Regions from separate parts of the Mus musculus genome. Here regions 1, 2, 4, 5, 6 and 7 are each linked to region 3. A link is a contact called in public ChIA-PET and promoter capture Hi-C data. All regions are on one chromosome and are shown on one strand. The core of a region is the stretch at or near the end of the contact, and the rest is flanking DNA. Distances in the headings are between cores, read along the strand shown. Region 1 holds the start of Pfn1 (profilin 1). Region 2 holds the start of Rpl26 (ribosomal protein L26). Region 3 holds the start of Mpdu1 (mannose-P-dolichol utilization defect 1). Region 4 holds the start of Ndel1 (nudE neurodevelopment protein 1 like 1). Region 5 holds the start of Rnasek (ribonuclease, RNase K). Region 6 holds the start of Psmb6 (proteasome (prosome, macropain) subunit, beta type 6). Region 7 holds the start of Per1 (period circadian clock 1).

Region 1 (2,767 bases), core at 217-2,716, 990 kb after region 3:
GATGTTCATGCTTAATAGGGAAAGCAAATGCTGGGTACCAGAAATCGATCAATGATCGAGGGGGAGCCTTTGGATGCTCAGAACAGCCCTTCAGGAAAAGCAGAAGCAAAGAGGGGAAGGGAGGGGGTAGGAAGGGAGGAGAAGTAACTTTGTCCTTATTTGGTCAAAGGTTCTGCAGGCGTTGTTAGGAGCCCGGACGCCTGGGTCTCCGGGTAACCTGGAGTTTGGGTCCAGGTAGCTATGCCCCAAGATAAGGAAGCTGACCCCGGGGGCTCTCTAATTAAGTTCAAAAAGTTTATTAGGGCAGGAGACTAGTCTGTGTGTGAGTCTAGACATCCCAGAGAACCTTTCTCCTTCTCCCCCTTAAACCCCCAAACCCCTATATCCGGTACCCTCCCGCCCGGAAATCCCCTCCCCCCATTCGAACTTCCGCTCCCCCTCCCCACTTCCGGGCAGTGTGGTCAGGGAAGGTGGTGGTAGGGACAGCAGCAACCTTATTCCTTCACTTTTACCGTCTCAGAACTTCTCACAAAGTTCCCCTACGCCGGGCCCGGGCGGATGGCGGGAAGGGAGGGCGAGGGGACTTCCGGAATCGGCCTCCCAGGAATGTTGAGGCTAACGTGCCGACTTGGGGGGTGTGTGTGTGTGTGGCGGCCTCGCCCTCTCTAACGGAGCTGGGAGGGGCAGGGTGGCTACCGAGGTCCGGCCCGGGCCCAAGGCCACGCGCCTGGCGCTCCCATCAGCGTCAGGGGGAACAATGGTGGAGGGAGAGCGAGCATTCGGCCCGAAGGGGAGTCCAGGCTCCGGAGCCCCTTATCAATCATAATCCCGGGCTAAAACTGCAGCGCGTGCCCGCCCCGCCCTGGAGGAGGCGGAAGTGGGCCGCCGCACCGGCCGCCGCGCCCCTCCCCGCCCTGGGCCCCGGATGTAACGCCCGGTCGCAGAAAGCGGGGCGGCGGGCGAGATGGGCGCCGCCGCCGAGGGGCGTAGAGCCCGGGGAACCACAGAGGGAGCCAGTCTCACGCAGCCGCCATTCGCCCCGCCGATGGGAGAGGACCGGATCACGGCCTCCCGCTGCCCTCGCTCGCCTGCGCCCGCCCCCACCCCAGTCCCCCAGAGGGTCTAAGGCCGGTCACTGCTCGGGACCGCACGAGCCTCGCAGTACCGTAATGCTAACGAAGGTCTTCCCGGGGACGGCGGCCCAGACGGAGGGCGAGTCCTTGTAGCCTACGATGGCCGCGTCCTGACAGGTCCCGTCCGCCATAAGGCTGTCGATGTAGGCGTTCCACCCGGCCATGGCGCTGCTGCTGGGGCTGCTCTGCGGGCTGTTGCTGGGATCGCGGGCTCGGGCTCGGGCTGGCGGGCGGGGGAAGGCAGAGAGCTCGGGGCACGCGCTGCCGTCCGGAACGCGGCTCTGTTAGCTGTGCAGCAGCCCTCGCACCGCCACTTCCTGCTCCTCCCCCCCCCCTCTAGATTTTTATTTGCAAAGGGCGGCGGGGCGGGGCCTGCGCCCCATTCCCTCCCTCCATCCTCCCCCCCCCCCCGCCGGGCCAGATAGCGAACTTTTGCAAATGCAATTTTTAAAAAACCCTCCCCCCACTTTGCAAAATTTGCCGAGTTCGATGGAAAGCCACGCCAAAGGCTATATAGAGTGGTGGTGGCAGGAGAGGTTAAGGTTAGGGCTCGCTCCGATTCATCCTGAATACCACTTGGCTATAGAAGGAGGAAGCCAGAGGAAGCAGGGAAAGAAAAAGAAAAAAAAAAAAAAAAGAAAATTAGTAAGGTTGAGCAAGTTGAAGTGGGTTCGGGGAACCCAGGGTTAAACCGAATCATTCCTCCACCCCCCAACCCCCACCTCCGCGGGAGGGAAGGAACGGCGGGCGGCGGCGCGTGCGCCCGCGCCTGCGCCGGGGCAGTGAGAAGCCAGCGCGTGGGGCGGTTGGGGCTAGCGGCTTGGCTGCGTGAGCGCGCGCCTGGCGGGACACATTTGGACCATCCGAGGAGGGAAGACGCGTCCCCAGCAGTCGGGACGGGCAGACGCCCCGGGTTGGGCCCTGCTGCCTTCTCCACATTTATCTAAACGATAAGGGAGCAAAAGTGAAATCGATATAATACTCTAGTCATTTTCAGTACTAAAGGTCTCTCCAACCAGGGCACCTGTCCCAACCGTCTGCCATGTACAGCGCACACGTTGGGTTCATTCGAGCGCGTCCCTAGATTCCCGAGGAATCATTCCCTTCGCTGGATCCGCTCCAGCTCAGCCTCGCCCCATGCCTGAACCCTGTCTACAGAGGTCACTGAATAGGGGCGCCACCCGGGTGACACGACGGGACTCATTTTTCAAGGCGGAAGAATACTAAAGTACCAAGGATGACAACTTTTATAAGAAGAGGAAAGTCCCCTCTACTTTGGACGCACTGGGGCTTTCTTCTTTTCCAGAAAAACTTTTGCTAAGTATTTATGTGCGGTCAGCTCACTCGCCGCCGAGCAGGTCTAGGGGCGAATGGCAGGCCACTGAGGCTGGAGGGAGTAAAGGAGTCACCCGGGACCCTGGCCTCCGAGGGGCTCGGCCGCTTCCGGTCCCTCGGAGGAGGGGCGCCAGGGTGTGCAGCCTCTCCCAGTGGAAGTACTTGGTTCGCTGCCTTTTGGAGCCGGGTTGGGTTCCCTGACGTTCATCCCCAAATTCTGGCTCCCCACGCCCCCCAGCCGAGGTTCTTCGACAGCCGCGTGGCTGAGTCACGGGCGGGGCCGCGCTGGGGCACGTGGC
Region 2 (2,700 bases), core at 180-2,679, 760 kb before region 3:
TGCATCAGCCTAAAGACGTTAGTGATGTGAAAGGGTATAGAAGAGTGTGTCCTGCCTAGTGTTCCGTAAGCTCCCTGTATCTTAAGACAGTATGTGCCTCCTGTTAGCATGACGGCTATATTATCTACAGAAACCGATGCCTCCGAACCCATTTGCAGAGAATCGGATCCCCTTGACCTACCTCCATCAGATCTGGAACCGAGAACTCTCAGGAGGGGGTTGAGGTCATAGTTTTAAAGGGTACACCTGTCTGCGATGAGAGTGTCCCCCCACCCCGTGTCTCTTTCTTTTCTTTCTTCCTTTCTTTCTTTCTTTCTTTCTTTCTCTCTCTCTCTCTTTCTCTCTTTCTCTCTTTCTTTCTCTCTCTCTCTCTCTTTCTCTCTTTCTCTCTTTCTCTCTTTCTTTCTTTCTTTCTTTCTTTCTTCCGTTCTTTCTTTCTTCCGTTCTTTTTCTCTTTTCATGTTTTCAGTTTTTCGAGACAGGGTTTCTCTGTGTAGCCTTGGCTGTCCTGGAACTCACTCTGTAGACCAGGCTGGCCTCGAACTCAGATATCCGCCTGCCTCGCCTCCCAAGTACTGAGATTAAAGGCAGGCGCCACCAATGCCGGCTTTTCCTTTTTTTTTTTTTTAAATTGGATATTTTCTTTATTTACATTTCAAATGTTTTCCCCTTTCCAGGTCTCCCCTTCGGAACTCCCCTATCCCATCCCCTCTGTCCTTACCTCCCCCACCCATCCACCCACTCCCGTCTTCCCGCCCTGGCATTCCCCTACACTGGGGCATGGAACACCCTCAGGCCCAAGGGCCGCCCCTCTCACTAATGTCCAACAAGGTCATCCTCTGCCCCGTTTGTGACCGGAGCCTGTAATCTTTTGTTGGTGGTCCAGTCCCCGGGAGCTCCGGGGGATCTGGCCTCGGGTCTGTTTGTTTAAGTGTGATTTGAACCGGCAACTTGGCATCATCAGGGGGCCAAGACCTATTTCCGTCCAGGTGAGGGATGGTCTCAATTTCGCAGAAGGACCCAGAGTAGTCTACCCAGATGTGGGGGCGGCCGGCTGGGGCTAATTATAAGAACTAACTCCTATGGGTCAAGTCACCGAGGTAACCGTCTGGCCAAGGTCCCAGAGCCACTCGGCGCCTAAAAGTAGGTCTTGCGCTTCGCCCGGAGCCCAGGAATGAAAGGGTGAGGTCCCCCAGGTCCTCTCACGCCGGCCTACCGTCCCTAAGCAACCCTCTTCATCCCAGGAGCACTGCCTTCCCCAGAGGACTAAGCCTACCACGCACACCTCCGAGGGATGACGTCAGGACCCCTCGCAGTCCCCCTCCGAGCCGCTAGATGTCGCTAAACTCCCATTCCTAGTTTCTTCTTTTCTCCCAACCTCCTCTCCCCTTTCGCTCCGAGACTCTCGCGAGATCTCGCGGCAACTTACAGAACCGGAAGTCGCGTGTAGTTCTCTTTCCTTTTGCGGCCATCGGTGGATCGCAGCCGGTGAGTTCTCGGCGGGTTGTCGCTGGTAATCCGCAGCCATCCGCGGCGAGGCGAGGAGGCTTTTCTGTCCCGAGGCCCCGAGACGGCCTTGCTGGCCCGGCATCAGCCAGGGAGCCGAACTGGGGCGGGCTCGGTCCGTGTCTTTCCTAGCCAGGGCCCGCGGGGCTGGAGAGGGTTAAGGGGACCAGGTTCGTGGACTCGAAGGCCGGCGGGGCCCATGGAGATGGAGTTAAATAATCATAAGCCCCGGGTCAGCCGTGCGGTTGCCCTCTCGCCAGTTGGGAGGGCTTGGAGATCCGCCCTTGCTTCCATGCTCAAGTGGGGGGCAAAATGCAGAGCACCAGAAGCGGTAAATGAGAAGGTAAAGACCGACGCTGTGTAGGACCCTCCCGGGATGCTGAAGTTGGAAAGTCAAGTTTAAAAGTAGGATAGGTGTTACTAATGGCAGAGTCTTCATCTTGTTTTCAGTCTTTAAAGACGAAAAAACCCTCAGATGGGAAGGTCTGGAGTAACCGAGCATGATACCTTCCAGTGAACGTTGTGTGCTTTCAGAGTGGAGTTGATGCTGTTTAGGGAACTGGTTGAGACTTGAAACGTTAAAGGGTCTTCTGGTTTTTGTTTTTGTTTTTTTTGTTTGTTTTTAAGCCAAAATGAAGTTCAATCCCTTCGTGACTTCTGACCGAAGCAAGAACCGCAAACGGCATTTCAATGCGCCCTCTCACATTCGGAGGAAGATCATGTCTTCCCCTCTTTCCAAAGAGCTGAGACAGAAGTATAACGTTCGGTCTATGCCCATTCGGAAGGATGACGAAGTTCAGGTATGTGTCCTTGCTTGGCGAGGCGAAGCTGAATGGAATTTTACGATTATTTGGGGGGCGCGGGGGGGGGTGAGAAAACCTGCATTTGATGTATGAAAGGGTTGCTTTGCATCAAAAGAACTGGAAAGCAGTGTGCTTTTTGGTCCTGCCTCAGCGGTTTGCTAATGTCTTTGTGTGGGGTTCTATTAGCTCTATTGGGGAGAGATTATCTGTAGCTGTAATTTATAGCTAGTGATTGGTAAGTTCTGGAAGTCTTTAAAAGAACGCAGGGTGGGTTTCTTTGTGTAGGTAGCCCTTGGCTGACCTGGAAAAGAGATAAGATAGAGCCCTAGGATAAAGGGTGTGCACTTCGAGACTGGCACATCTTAACACTTTTTAAGAATACTTAATAAAA
Region 3 (2,700 bases), core at 92-2,591:
CTCAGAACCTCTGGGAGAGCAGTCAGTGCTCTTAACCACTGAGCCATCTCTCCAGCCCCTATCATTTACTTCTTATCTTGGTTTTTCCAGACAAGGCTGCTCTGTGTAGCCAGCCCTGGTTGTATTGGAACTCATCCAGTTGCCTAGGCTGTCCTTGAACTCCCGCCTCTGGGTCCCTCCCAAGGGCTGGGATTAAAGGTGTGGGCCACAGTTCCTGGCAATTTCTCTAATTTTTTTTAAAAAACATTTTTCTTTCAAACCCTGTGTCCAGGGCTGATTTTCAATAGATTGCAGCGAGTGAGCTGAGCTGCTGCCTACAAAACCCTGATCCTGGCAATCTCTCTACCACTGAATCTTTGACCTGGTGGGCATTTGGCCCAGGAAGGCGTCTTGACTATTGTAAGCCAAAAGTCACTTAGAATAGAGAGATGGAGAAGGCTTATCAAAGGCCTTTGTAAAGAAAAAGGAAAGGAAAAGTGCTATACTCCCAACACTCTAGTGACTGAGGCAGGAGGACTGTTGCCAGTTCAAGGGCAGTCTGTGCCACATAGTAAATTCCAGAAGCTGGTGCTGGAGAGAGGGGATAAAAAAAAAAATTTGTGAGCCTCTGTCAGTTGAGTGCTTGGGGCGAAAGGAGGCCTACATGCCTGGCTGGGGTTTTAATTTTGTTTTATAAAATACGAGTTTTCCGCCGAGGATTGGTGGCACACACCTTTAATCCCAGCATTTGGGAGACAGAGTCAGGTGGATTTCTGAGTTCGAGGCCAGCCTGGTCTACAGAGCGAGTTCCAGGTCAGCCAGAGCTATACCCTGTCGGGGGGGGGGGGGGGGGTACGACAAAAAAGCTCCGAGTTTTCCAGCCTGGGGCTAGAGCCTGGTTAGCAGAGTAGCACATGCCGCCCTGAGTTCGACTCCCAGCCCAGAAAGGGATGAGGGTTGGGTACAGACTTCCGAGATTGTAAAACACAAATTTAACTTTTTTTCGGGAGACACCCCTTCATGCCCAAATATGGCACTTTTCCTATGCAGGGCCCCAAACACTTCCGCCCTCGTCAGAACCGCCTTCTGCCCAGCTTCGCGGTGACATTAATCGCCACTGTCACGCCAACTTACGGTTCAAGGCTGCTCCAGCTAGACCTTGAAGGCTGAAATAAAACTCACCATGAAGCAAGTCCCATTGCACGAAGAGCTGGTCGTAACATTTCTCAGGTAAAAGAATTGGCACCAGCAGCCCTTTGAACGGCCCGTCGGCCTCCCCCGCCATGTTGGAAAGCTAAGCTTCCGCCAGGCGGGACAACCCCCGCCATTTATCCGCGCCGCGCATGCGCGCCGCGCACACCCCGCCCTGCTGTCCCCGAGGCCAGGGCTGCTCTTCCCTCTCCGTGATGCTCGCCCGCCTCCTCTAGGGGACACAGGTCTCCTTCCCAGGCAGGCTTTTGTGCGCGCCTTGACGTTCGAATTTTAAAGCGTGTCCGCGTTTGGCGCCTGCGCTGTTAGGACTTCCTCACTTTTGTTTACGCTCTTGTTCTGAAAGCAAGGTCCATGCTGCCCCCTCGCCCTGTCCCCCCTGCATGTACGCCATCTTGTCTAATCTCGGCCAACTTGATAGTGTTTGAAGTTGAAAGGGAAAAGAGTTCGAGTCTTCAAAATGGCGCTAGCAGAAGCACTGCAGCTCTCTTTATCTTTCCTCTTGGTTTCTCCAGAGGGAATAGAGCCGCAAAAGAGCCATTCCGAGCTGGGCCTTCTTTCTGGTCCCCTGCTTCGTCCTCTGTCCAGATGTTAAGAGGATGACGGTGGGGCTGGTGAGATGGCTCAGCGGTTAAGAGCGCCGATTGCTCTTCCAAAGGTACTGAGTTCAAATCCCAGCAACCACATGGTGGCTCACAGCCATCCGTAAGGGGCGAGCTCCGCTGCAGGAGAGCAACCCCTGACACAACAGGGGACCTCAGTCTGCTGTGTCTAGGTGGGAACCCAGAGGGTGCGAGCAAAATTCCAGTATTTGTCTGGGAAAGGGCCCCTAGGGTTAGGCGAAGAGAGCCATCTACATTCCACCACACTGCCAGGACACCTACTCTTGGTTCAGGCTGTAGGGCATTCCTAAACTGTTTCTCAGTTCCTTGTTTTTGGGGGTGAGGGGAATGTAGTTGCTGGTCAGGGCATAATGTCACATGTACCTCTGCTGTGTGGGGGCTCTGGTCCAAGAATTTCTGTAACCTCATGGGACTGTTAAATTGGAAAGGCACCCATCCTTGGCTCCCATCCGTTGAACCATGTCCTACTATAAACAGTAGAATTTATACTTTGGTACAGTGGGTGGCTGTCTGAAAAATCCCTTTTTATATCTGGACAAGGGCAGATTGCAATTGCCACCGCTCCCTCTCCTTCTGGTACTCGGGGATGTGTTTGCGAGGCCTGAAGTTGTTCCTCGTAGCACAGCCTCATAGAAGTCGGCTGCACCAGTGGGCTCCTCAGTGAACTAGCCCCGGCCACAGTGCACATGGAATCTCATTGTTCAGTCACCACTTTTGAAATAAATTAATACAGCCACCTACTCATATTTTAGTTGTGTTGTACCTAGCTGCGCCCCGAGGGTCAGCAACAGGGTGTCAGGTCGGAATGATTCATTCTGTAAGGGACTAGGCAGCCATTGGCCCCAGAGGGAGGAGGGAATTTTGGCAGCTTCACCAGCAGTCACAGGAC
Region 4 (2,700 bases), core at 122-2,621, 810 kb before region 3:
GACTCCTTAACTTAATGATGAGCTTTGCCCTCTCAGCTTTCTGATTTGGCAGACATTACCCTACCTCTTAAGTGCAGTGAAAGCAACATAATTTTCAGACTAACAACCAGCCACTCATGAGCAAGCTTCAGGATAAGATTTTTCTAGTAACTGAGCTTTTGGGGGTTTTTTGTTTGTTGTTGTTGTTTGGTTTGGGGTTTTTTTGGTTTTTTTGGTCAATTTACTCGAAAATAAATAAGTCATCTAGTAACTTCTGGTATTATCTTTAACAAGTCCAATGTTCAGTCCTCTTTCCGGCTGAAGAAGTTAAAAAAAAAAAATCTCATGAAAACAGAAACCAGAACCCTGAGCTTAGAAAGGTAAATTGTAACCCAAGCTAAACTTCTCACCAGTTAGTGGAACCCAAATAAAAATCACTCAGTTGCCCCAACCTCCTGTACCTAGGTTCAATTTCCCCATCCAGCAAAAAGTGACTTACAGTATCCGTCGCAAGTACAAACAGCAAATGTTCTAAAATGTTTACAAACGCTACAGGAATGGGCCCGGGTAATGAAAAGGACCCTCACTCGCCTTAAACTTAAAAGTGTTAGTCACCTCATCGTTTCTCAGAGAAAAATAAGAAGCGAATCCAAGCAACCGGGGTCGGTTGGTTAGTGAGACTTTCCCCAACTCCAAAGAGGATGATTAGCAGTTCGGGGCAGGCAGTCACGAGACTGCCAGTCTCTGCCAACGCGGGCTGCTCCTGCTCTCGCCTCCCGCATCTGGGGCGCTGGGAAATCAAGATCCTGCCCGGCTCCTAACCACCCCGGCAGCTCCAGGGAATCAAGGATGGGTGGAGCGAGAAGCTGGGCGCGCCTCCGCCACCCCAACTGGGCCACTCCTCGAGCCGTCAGCGCCTCAGCCCCCGGTGCCACGTCCCGGCCTCCGTCCCTCCTCTGGAAGCCCGGGACTCGCTCTCCCGCAGGTGCCCCCGGTGGGCCACACCTCCGCCAGTAAGGAGGGGACAGTTAAAGCGGTTGGAACAGTTGTCTCGGTACGGGCCGCCCCAGAACCCAAGCCCGGCCTGGCCCAGCGGGCTGAGCCCCAGCCCGGCGGCGGTCAGGCAGGCTCCCCCGGGGCAGGCCTCGGCGCTGCCCGCCTGGCTCGAACCCCAGAGGCTGCGTCGCACGGGAGCTCACCGCCAATGTGTCAAAAGCGCATGTTCGCCGCCGCTCGGCCGACGTCTCTGCTCCGCTGGCCTGGCCAGGCCCGCCCAGCCGCTCAGCTCTGCTCCCTTCCGCAGCCCTGAGCTCCACTCCGCGTATCCCCGCACCGGGCTCCTCCCCGACACGTCAGGGGCTCCCTGGGTGTCGGAGGCCATTCTGTGACGCACGGGGGCGGAGTCAAGAGCATGCGCAGAAGCAGGCTGGCGTGCGGGGCGGAGCGGTGGGAGGCCAGAGTCACGTGGAGCCGACCTAGGCTTTGCGCGCTGACGTGAGATCTGCGACAGCGTCCTGCGCAGGCGCCGCCCCGGACCCCCGAAGGAGGTGGGTTTTTTAGCCCTGTGCTGTCTCCGGAAGCTGTGCTGCGCAGGAGAGTAGTTCCCTAGGCTAAAATGGGAAGCCAGTATAAAGCCAGTATAGAGTACTAGCTCACGAAGGAGACAGGAGAAATACACAACTGTCCTGGAACTAGAAACTTAAATTTAAAAAAGGCATTTGGGGAACAACTATAGGAACTTTAGCTGTCTCATGCTCAATGTAATTGTTATTTCAGTGCTGTTGGGATTGGTTTTGAAGTTTGAAGACAAAACAACATAGCATAAGACATATGCTGAGCCTAAGAAAGACAAGGTGAGCCCACGTATACGGTTGGGAAAGGTCAATATAAACAAAAAACGGTGCGAGATGGATTTTTAAGGAGAACCCAAACTGATGAGCAGAGGAAGATTACTGGGGTCTAGAGCGTCTTGAACTACACTATGAAGGATATAGGGTTTTTAAAAAGAGATTATGAGTTCACTGTGCGGTTTGTCGCGCCCGTAGTTGTACCAGTCACTGGGGTGCATTGCTTTGTCACAGTAACCCCACGTCACTCTCATTTACAAGTAAGAAATAGCAAGATGAAGTTCCCCAAGGTCACTCACCTACAGCGCAAATTCAAACTCAGAAGCTACACTGTTATCCACTACTACGCTGACAAGAAGGGAAACATAGGCTAGACCGTGGGGCTAAAGTGCCTTCCATACACTACTGTTAACCATCAACAACATTTGAAGCTGGAATCATTAGATCTATATTGTAACATAAGACTCAAAAAAAAAAAAAAAAAAGGTCTGCTTTACAGGCCAGTGGCCTGGAACAGCTTTGAAACTCAGTCTGGCTTCCCTACCTGAAACTCTGCTCAATCTAATCAGACTTAAGGCAGAGAAGTGATTAATGAAGGCTTTCCTATAGACCCGGTGCCAAGACAGGAACCGTCCCACCCAAACAGGAAAAGATAAAAAGGCCACAGCTTCTGTCCTGCCTCCTGGCTGAGGTGCTAAGAAACACACTGAGTCACCTAATGGCTGGCCAGGCCCTTCAGAAAACAGTGACATCATCTCCCAGGCTGCTGCCCCTCCCATTTGCTCTGCCCCTAGGACTGGCATCATCCCCTTCTTAATGAATGGGCTTAGCTTGGCAGAGCCCTCAGAAGCCAAAGGCCCTGCTCTGATCTTCG
Region 5 (2,700 bases), core at 134-2,633, 580 kb after region 3:
TCCTGAAGGTGGCGAGCGAGCAGGGAAATGTCAGCCATTCAGAGCATCCAATATGCAAGTTCTATGCATCAGACACCATGCTAAAGCACTTTAACTCCTATTAGTCTTCCCAAGAAGCATACCAAATGAATTCTATCATGGTAACCATTTTACAGAGGTAGACCAAGGAGCAGGAAGGCAAAATATTGGAAGAGGCCACATCTAAGCTGGTGGGCTTGGGTAGCCATGGAAACGTGGCTTGCAAGACTGCTCCTAAGTACATGCCTTTCTGTGTCTCTGTCTCTCGCGCTGGGGATTGAAACTAGGACCCTGCGTGCTGCCACCCAACTACTTTGTAGAGAGCAGCCCTCTTCTTGAAGTCCCCAACCTAGGGCCACAAATGTCCAGTCTTCAGAAGTGTCCTCCCCATAAACCCAAACCATGCTACTCCTCATCCACGCCCAACTCGCCCAAGTACCCGACCACTTACTCAAAATCTTTCTCTGTGAAGGGAACGTCCTCAATTAACACAGCAGAATGGACATTGAAAAATATCCCGAGCATTATCTGGAAGAGTAAGGAATAGATAGGTTGTCAAATTCTTACCTTACTTCTTTGGTCGCTCCCTAGGCTCCTCCCCTGTCTAATGTTGGCCCAACACTTGCGCCAGAGATGAACTAGAAAGGGCTAGTTGTATCTGGTGGTTGTATCTGGATTCGGACTCAGCCATGTGGAACAGGGCGTGAGGTAGGACCTTGGGAAGAGTGACTGGGTATAGGGAGGTATATGGCAAACAGCTCTCCGAGGCGCGTCATTATCATGGGAGCAGATGGAGATGAAACACTTCATATTTCTGGAAGTGGCGGCCTTGAGGGCCCTGGGGAAGCAAGGCCTCAGCTACCGTTTTCGGGGGCAAGCACACTTCACCCTCGCCTCCATTCAACTCACGCAAGTCTCAGGGACCTCGCTCTTGTTTACCTTGGGGAGTCCGCAAATTTGCCCGAGCTGGCTCCCATTCCCAGGGTCCTGCCCCAGCACCCTTTCGCTCCAGTTCCCCAGTTGTCTGGATCTGAGTTCCGTCTCGTTTTCCAGCGGCTATTTAGTCAGCCCCTTAATCAGTCTGCTGCTTCCTAAGGCTTGCGGTTCCTCGTGTCCCAGCCCTTCAACCCCAGAACCCCTCAGACCCGTTCGCGGGTTAGTCCCCTCACCAACATGATCACTCCCCAGGCGCTGAGGACGATGCCACAGGCGGCCAGCTTAGGCCCACAGCACAGGAGCGACGCCATGGAGGGCGGAGGTAGGGAGGGATCGCTGGAGACTGAGCGGAGCACAGAAGCCGGGAGAGGGAACCCTGGAAATGCTAGGACAGGAGCTGGATTTGGGGACTTGCGCGGCGCAGAGCGACGGGGGGGGGGGGGGGGGGGCGTGGCCTCGGGCGCCGACCACTCTGAGGGGTGACTTTCAGAAGATAACGCTGTGACGCGTGGTGGGCCAAGCTTGGGGAGAGGAGACACGGTGTCGGAAACAGAAGCAGAAACTCTACAAGTCTTGCTTGAACCGAGTGGCAGAAGTGTTGAGTGGTGCAGACGCTAGGGCCTGAGTGTTATCACTTGTCGCCTACCCCGGCTTGGAATGGAAGGAGCAGGCTTCTCACGTGACCTACTTTGTTGGATCACATGACCAGGAACCAGCTGTAACCTGGTGTCAGGAAGGAGTCCACAATTGAGTTGAATTGTGTTAGGATTGTTATGTCAGGACAAGAAGCTTGGGGCCGTCTGGATCCTTACATACCTTCTTAGTCTTGGGTGGTCTTCTGTGATGGGAAAACCGGTAAGCGAGTCCTGGAGATTCGATGTGCCGGCCTATCGCTTCTATCCAGGTCTCCCTTTTGAAAGATGCTTTGACACTTTGAAAAGAAAATAGAAGAGTCCCCTCCTGAGGCTAAGCATCCTGCTTTGAGGGACGCTTTTAAATAGTTGACTTCTTGATCCTGCAAATGCTTCACTTGAAATGCAGTATCGTTGTAAATGCTACATTCAGGAAAAATAAGGGACTAGGAAAGGCAGACTCATTGGACGCACGAAGGAAAGCGGCCTTGCTAAGTGTACTGGAGAAAGGAGAAAATAAACAGAAATATTCCTGCTGCTTCTTTGAGTAAGACAAGACACAAGCTGTGACTTGGCCACTGTTCCAGTGTTGTCAGGAAACGCCATGATCACGGCAACTCTTAACAAAACAAAGGATTTAGCTGGGGGCGTGCTTAAAGTTTCAGAAATTTACTCCATTATTCATGGTGGGGGGAGCGTGGCAGCATACACAGTATGGTCTGGGGCAGTAGCTGAGAACTAGATCCTGATTTGGGGGTGGGGGGTGGGAGCAGGACTGACTGTCATAGGTGTTTGAAACCTCAAAAAAGTGACACACTTCCTCCAACAAGGCCACACTTCCTAGCCCTTGCAATCCTTTCAAAGGGTTCCACTGCTGTTGAGCAAGCATTCACCTACATGATCCTATGGGACCATTCTCATTCAAAGCCCCATAAATGTAAAAATAAGACTAGGCCTTCCTCTCCACCGGAGAAATTTGGTAACTCCACTAGTAAGAAACATTTGTAGTAAGTATTGGCGGTAATTGGAGATGTTTAGAGAGCTCTCCCTCCCCTCCAGGGCTGGGGTTCCAGCTTAGGGCCAGTGATGAAAAAGAATTTTGCACTGAGATTGG
Region 6 (2,700 bases), core at 39-2,538, 860 kb after region 3:
AATTTTAGTATACAAGAATTGAGTTGGCCCAAGTATTTATATAAAGAACCAACCTACATAATTCATTAGACAAGAAATGATTTCTTCATTGTAATGACTCTTTTTTTTTCCATATTTTTTTATTGGGTATTTATTTCAATTACATTTCCAGTGCTATCCCAAAAGTCCCACACACGCTCCCCCACCCACTCCCCTACCCACCCACTCCCACTTCTTGGCCCTGGCGTTCCCCTGTACTGAGGCATATAAAGTTTGCACGACCAATGGGCCTCTCTTTCCACTGATGGCCGACTAGGCTATCTTCTGATTCATATGCAGCTAGAGACACGAGCTCCAGGGGGGGTATTGGTTAGTTCATATTGTTGTTCTACCTATAGGATTGCAGATCCCTTCAGCTCCTTGAGTACCTTCCCTAGCTCCTCCATTGGGGGCCCTGTGATCCATCCAATAGCTGACTGTGAGCATCCACTTCTGTGTTTGCCAGGCCCCGGCATAGTTTCACAAGAGACAGCCATATCTGGGTCCTTTTAGCAAAATCTTGCTAGTGTATGCAATGGTGTCAGCGTTTGGAAGCGGATTATGGGATGGATCCCCGGATATGGCAGTTTCTAGATGGTCCATCTTTTCGTCTCAGCTCGAATGGCACGATTTAAAATGTATTAAAAATATAATACATAGGTGAGAATGTGTAACGGTGGAAACCCTCAGATATGGCAGGGGTGATTGTCAAGGGGTATAGATGCTCCCAAAAAACAATTGTAGCTTCTTCAAAAGTTCTTGTGGGACCCGGGAAGTAGGTACCCCGGACTATTGAAAACACGACCTGACCATTCCAGTTTGTACTCTTATCTTGTGGGTTCTTTGAACTAGGACACCAATCAGGTTATAGTGTATCCAACCTGTTAACATTGCGACACAACGTTGTTATTTACAAAACCCACATACTTCAGACTATACAATCAAGTTACCAAAACAAACAAACGACCCCCCCCACACACACACACACACACCTAAAACCTTATAATGTAAATTAGGCTTCATTTCCAAGTATCCTTTGCCTCCGGGAGCCACAAGCCTCTGGTGAGGCAAATCTTTGAGAAGAGGCTCCGCCCTTTTCCCCCCTTCCTAGACCCGCCTCTTTTTTTTTTTTTTTTTGGTAATTTGACACACTGCCGTAAAGTGCCCACTGACTCTAACGACGAGTTCCTACCTCTGTCTTTTCCCTTCTGCCGTCAAGCAGCTTCGCTCCCAGAAGGCCACAGAGGCGGACTAAAGAGAGTGACGGAGCGCTTTACGACGGTTGCTTTGTGGCAGAGTAGCAGAGGAAGATGGCGGCCGCCTTAGCTGTTCGTCGAGCGGGGTCTGCACCGGCCTTTGGGCCGGAGGCTCTCACCCCAGACTGGGAAAACCGGGAAGTCTCCACAGGGGTGAGGAAAGAGCCAGAGTTCGGAAGACATGTACTAGGCCTGACGGGAGGAAAAACATGAAGCCCGAGTGGGTTTGACTGAGTGGGTTGGGGGGGGGGGAGCGCTGTGTTCTGCGAGAGGGAGAGGGATTCCTTGAATGCTGGCGTGGGGTGATACCTTTCGTGATGAGAGGTGAACAGTAGGCTGAAGCATAAGAGTCTGAATCCTGGGGTTTGGAGATTGTAGTTTTTATATTCTCTGACGTGTTGAGCCCCCTTAAGATTTGATAATAGGTTCGCGGAGCACGAATTTTGCATTATAAAATCCGGGTGAAGAATTATTGAGGTCGGTATATACTCGAGAATGCGGTAAGGCTAAAAGAGTTACCTTTTTTACACTATTCTTCCCAGACCACGATCATGGCTGTGCAGTTTAATGGGGGCGTGGTTCTAGGAGCGGACTCCAGGACAACCACTGGGTGAGCTCAAAACAGAAAGTCTTCCCGTTTCCCCTACTCCAAACATATACCATTCCTGCCTGTCAGCCCATCCTTACCCTCCTCAGACCACTGTGGCAAGAGAAGTTTCTCCACTACCTGGAGATAATAAGGACTTGTTCCTAATTCTGTGGTTTCCAGGCCCCCTCACCCTTTGGTGAACTACCAGTAAAGGTCTGTTCTCCATTCATCCGGCTTCATTTTCCATGAGGACTAGTAGGTGGTAGCAGTATTTGTATCCCTGGAGCTGCAGGGAGTAGACGGTGATGTGGTGGAGGAGGGAGGCAAGTGGGCTCCTTCTCACTGTTTCCGCCATCCTGCAGGTCCTACATCGCCAATCGAGTGACTGACAAGCTGACCCCTATCCACGATCACATCTTCTGCTGCCGCTCAGGCTCAGCCGCTGATACCCAAGCAGTGGCAGACGCTGTCACTTACCAGCTTGGTTTCCACAGGTACTTGTGGGCAGGGGAGGAACAACGACCCTGAAGGCTCTGGAACATAAGGCACTAAAAGGCCTGACTCCAGATCCTGATATTGCTTTGTTTGTGATCTTCCAACCCCACCTTCTAGTATTGAACTGAACGAGCCTCCACTAGTCCACACAGCCGCCAGTCTCTTTAAGGAGATGTGTTACCGGTACAGAGAAGATCTGATGGCAGGAATCATCATTGCAGGCTGGGACCCTCAAGAAGGAGGGCAGGTCAGGCCCTCCTCACCAGAGTACTGGAGTCACACCTCTGATGCTCCACCCCTTCGGCCATTTTGTTTGTCTGTCTGTCTGTCCGTCCTGTATGC
Region 7 (2,700 bases), core at 60-2,559, 560 kb before region 3:
TAAGGGAAACACCATTGTTAAGGAAAGCTTTAGCCACGTGACAGTGAGGGGCGTGCACTTAACAGCTGATTATGTCAGCCGCTGCGTGTTGGCCTCTTCACTTGCCACCTACGTTTGCAGGGAAGCCTGAGAACTACTCAGCCCAGGCCTAGGGAAGGGGACTCTGTCACTGTAGCTCTCCTGGACCCAGACTGGCATGTTGTCCCCCCCTCCCCAAAATCGAGTCTCTATTCTCTTTTTATGAATCAATGCTCTACTTTTCTTTTGAAAACATAATTTGTTGCCTCCTCTCCTGAGGCTCTCTCTCCCCTACCTATCCTTAATAGAAACAGAGCCATCCTGTTTACCGAGCATCTACTGTCAGTCCTGACGCTGAGACGTACTTACCTTACTGCTGAGAATACAGTAAATGAGACAGATGGGCTTGCTGCTGGGTTCATGAACCTTGGCTTTTGTATTCTAAGCAGCAGGAATAAAAAGCCCAATAAAAAGCCCTTGCCACCCAGCCACCCATCCTTTTTCTGCCTACTGCTGCAACTGCCCTCTCTGCTGCCCCTTTTGTAGTACTGGCTTCCTGGTCCCCACTTTTGGGGCAGCCCTAAATGTGGGTGGCTGCATCCTCTGCAGAGGCAGCACTAGTCACCAAGTAGGCTTCCTGGAGACCTTTTCTCTGATTGGCTAGTGAAGCACCTGCTTTTGTTTCCTTTCACAGTAGCCATTGGCTTTCCCTGTCCTTTCCGTTTGTCCGTATCCTTCCATCACCCACTCACCCCTTAACGACACGTGGGCCCTCAATTGCCCTTCTCTCAGGATCTGAAGGGTCAGAGGAAAGGGTTGGATTCTTTATAACAAGGCTGGGGAGAGGCCAGGGAATGTCAGTCTAGGTTTTTCTCTCTCCCACTTCCCTTGGGTAGCAGACATTTCATTCACCCGGCACCAGGACAGGTGTCTTGTTCTGCCAAGCTGGTCAGTTTAGGAAGTAGGTTTCTCTTGAGCACTTCCTGTGGCCCAGGTATCCTCCCTGAAAAGGGGTAGTTTCCCTCCCTCACTTCCCTTTCATTATTGACGGTGTGAGACATCCTGATCGCATTGGCTGACTGAGCGGTGTCTGAGGCCCTTCAGCCCAGCACCAGCACCCAAGTCCACGTGCAGGGATGTGTGTGACACAGCCCTGACCTCAGTGGGGGCCAGTAGCCAATCAGATGCCAGGAAGAGATCCTTAGCCAACCGGGGGCGGGGCCTGCGGCTCTTCGGGCAGAAGGCCAATGAGGGGCAGGGCCTGGCATTATGCAACCCGCCTCCCAGCCTCGCGGAGCTTCTGGGTTGCGGGCCGAAACGGCAAGCGGATGGAGGGCGCTCGAACGGCCAGGTAGGGATCCCTGCTGCAATCCTAGGGTTAGTCTTTGTCCCGGAGCTTGGCCGCCACTACTTCCAACGTGATGGGTCGCTTTCAGCTCTCAGAGAGCAAAACAATAATCTGCCTTTCCTGTCACTATCCACCCTTCCCCGCCCCTGGGCCCTAGGTGTTCAACTCAACCCGTCACGGGTTGTCTGCGTTTGTTATTCGTTCACCTAATCTCCTCCTCTGCTCCTCCAGAGCAGCCATCCTGAACCTAAGAGACCTTTAGCGAACACGACCCCTTTACACATTGCTCGACACTCGGGAGTCCATGGGTTTGCCCTAGCCCAAAGACCCCCTTCAGGCTTCTGCGCTCCCTGTCTTCCTCCCTCCAATTCCTGGCCTCGTGCCGGTCGTGATGTCAACCGCTTCAGGCTGGAACATCCTGTTCTCAGCGCTAGTTCTTGCTGTTGGCCACAGCCTTCCTTCCCTTTTCTCCTGGCGCTCAGAAAATACTTGGGATGGGGGTGTGGTTAGACAGGGAGTAGAGGAAAAACTATATATGCTGGTTGTTGTGTGTCCCCTATCTATGTGGTAGTAGGGTTAACTAGAAAAGTAAGGGACGAAGGAAGATGCCTGAGTCGTTGCCTATGGCAAGTGGTAACTCCAGTCCTGGTGTTTGGGAGTGGGCAGGGGCTTGAGAAAGAAAAGCAGTGTCTTGATCAGAATAATGTTCGAGGCAAGAGCGAGGATGGGGGCGTTTCCACAAAGAGCAGAGGCCGAGTGGGGAAGCTAGGACTTGCTCCTGGAGTTCCTCTAGTTTGTTACTCTTCACATGGCTCCTAGGCTCTTTGGGCCCTGGGAATTTGTTATGGTGGGTGTTCTTCTCCTCCCCGCTGCCCTGAACCTTGTTAGCCAGTATGAGGGTGTGTTGGCCAGTATAGGACTGGGTCTGTTTCCCACTTCCACGAAGATGGGGATTGGGGGAGGAGTCGTTCCTGCCCTCCTGTGGTCCCTCCAGCAACCGCTGAGCTCAGCGGCTGACGTCGGTTTCCCTGGCGACCGCGGCTGTGGCGGAAGCGCGTGGTGGGGCCAGGCACATCGGCGCGCATGTGCAGCGGGGGTGGCACCGCCCCCGGATAAAATTAGCCCGGAAGCCTAAATATAGGAGGCGATCAGCTCACCCCCTGCTCCGAGGCCTCAGAGTCCCAGACCAGGTGGGGACCTGATGAGAATTTGGGCATAGGAAACCTGCAAGCTTTGACCCTCAGCTACTGTTCTAGTCGATTGTTCAGGCTGTACTCATTCCACACTGGCAAGGGGTGTAAGAGATGGCCTACGAGAGCTGCCTTTCTACCTGT

Evidence for each region. Promoter capture Hi-C pulls out the DNA fragments that hold promoters and counts their contacts. ChIA-PET counts read pairs in DNA pulled down with a chosen protein or histone mark.
Region 1: a contact with region 3 is called in a promoter capture Hi-C map of liver, with 3 times the contacts expected there. The contact joins the promoter of Pfn1 here to the promoter of Mpdu1 in region 3. A contact is called at or near these places in 8 of 39 promoter capture datasets (the 3T3-L1 cell line, the C10 cell line, cranial neural crest and 4 more), 7 of 484 Hi-C or Micro-C datasets (CD4 T cells, CD8 T cells, Th1 cells and 3 more), 5 of 115 datasets of contacts at active chromatin or transcription factors (Th17 cells, large pre-B cells, memory CD8 T cells and 2 more) and 1 of 9 other capture datasets (liver).
Region 2: a contact with region 3 is called in an RNA polymerase II ChIA-PET map of memory CD8 T cells, with 10 read pairs. The contact joins the promoter of Rpl26 here to the promoter of Mpdu1 in region 3. A contact is called at or near these places in 1 of 39 promoter capture datasets (cranial neural crest) and 1 of 115 datasets of contacts at active chromatin or transcription factors (memory CD8 T cells).
Region 4: a contact with region 3 is called in an RNA polymerase II ChIA-PET map of memory CD8 T cells, with 24 read pairs. The contact joins the promoter of Ndel1 here to the promoter of Mpdu1 in region 3. A contact is called at or near these places in 1 of 39 promoter capture datasets (pre-B cells) and 1 of 115 datasets of contacts at active chromatin or transcription factors (memory CD8 T cells).
Region 5: an RNA polymerase II ChIA-PET map of memory CD8 T cells shows a contact between it and region 3, with 68 read pairs. The contact joins the promoter of Rnasek here to the promoter of Mpdu1 in region 3. A contact is called at or near these places in 6 of 39 promoter capture datasets (the C10 cell line, erythroid cells, fetal liver and 2 more), 2 of 484 Hi-C or Micro-C datasets (cerebral cortex and pre-B cells) and 1 of 115 datasets of contacts at active chromatin or transcription factors (memory CD8 T cells).
Region 6: a contact with region 3 is called in an RNA polymerase II ChIA-PET map of memory CD8 T cells, with 7 read pairs. The contact joins the promoter of Psmb6 here to the promoter of Mpdu1 in region 3. A contact is called at or near these places in 1 of 115 datasets of contacts at active chromatin or transcription factors (memory CD8 T cells) and 2 of 9 other capture datasets (liver and pancreatic islet).
Region 7: an RNA polymerase II ChIA-PET map of memory CD8 T cells shows a contact between it and region 3, with 186 read pairs. The contact joins the promoter of Per1 here to the promoter of Mpdu1 in region 3. A contact is called at or near these places in 19 of 39 promoter capture datasets (the 3T3-L1 cell line, 3T3-L1-derived adipocytes, the C10 cell line and 13 more), 7 of 484 Hi-C or Micro-C datasets (B cells, CD4 T cells, CD8 T cells and 4 more), 13 of 115 datasets of contacts at active chromatin or transcription factors (the NIH/3T3 cell line, Th17 cells, bone marrow-derived macrophages and 9 more) and 4 of 9 other capture datasets (adipose tissue, embryonic stem cells, liver and 1 more).

What each region holds. Positions count from the first base shown.
Region 1 is chr11:70,653,184-70,655,950 of GRCm38.p6, forward strand. It overlaps Pfn1 (profilin 1), which reads right to left and starts at 1,467. Exons shown (of 3, transcript NM_011072.4): 1 at 1,166-1,467. The coding sequence starts at 1,297. It also overlaps a transcript of Eno3 not described here.
Region 2 is chr11:68,900,137-68,902,836 of GRCm38.p6, forward strand. Rpl26 (ribosomal protein L26) reads left to right here and starts at 1,430. Exons shown (of 4, transcript NM_009080.2): 1 at 1,430-1,488; 2 at 2,134-2,306. The coding sequence starts at 2,139.
Region 3 is chr11:69,661,308-69,664,007 of GRCm38.p6, forward strand. Mpdu1 (mannose-P-dolichol utilization defect 1) reads right to left here and starts at 1,342. Exons shown (of 7, transcript NM_011900.4): 1 at 1,162-1,342. The coding sequence starts at 1,264. Mir1934 (microRNA 1934) reads left to right here and starts at 1,736; the gene lies at 1,736-1,818.
Region 4 is chr11:68,851,764-68,854,463 of GRCm38.p6, forward strand. Ndel1 (nudE neurodevelopment protein 1 like 1) reads right to left here and starts at 1,372. Exons shown (of 9, transcript NM_023668.3): 1 at 1,179-1,372.
Region 5 is chr11:70,238,469-70,241,168 of GRCm38.p6, forward strand. It overlaps Rnasek (ribonuclease, RNase K), which reads right to left and starts at 1,384. Exons shown (of 3, transcript NM_173742.3): 1 at 1,188-1,384; 2 at 470-546; 3 at 1-2. The coding sequence starts at 1,265. It overlaps Gm40191 (a long non-coding RNA gene), which reads left to right and starts at 543. Exons shown (of 3, transcript XR_879979.3): 1 at 543-726.
Region 6 is chr11:70,524,069-70,526,768 of GRCm38.p6, forward strand. Psmb6 (proteasome (prosome, macropain) subunit, beta type 6) reads left to right here and starts at 1,289. Exons shown (of 6, transcript NM_008946.4): 1 at 1,289-1,427; 2 at 1,817-1,884; 3 at 2,226-2,357; 4 at 2,476-2,605. The coding sequence starts at 1,329.
Region 7 is chr11:69,097,640-69,100,339 of GRCm38.p6, forward strand. Per1 (period circadian clock 1) reads left to right here and starts at 1,310. Exons shown (of 23, transcript NM_011065.5): 1 at 1,310-1,369.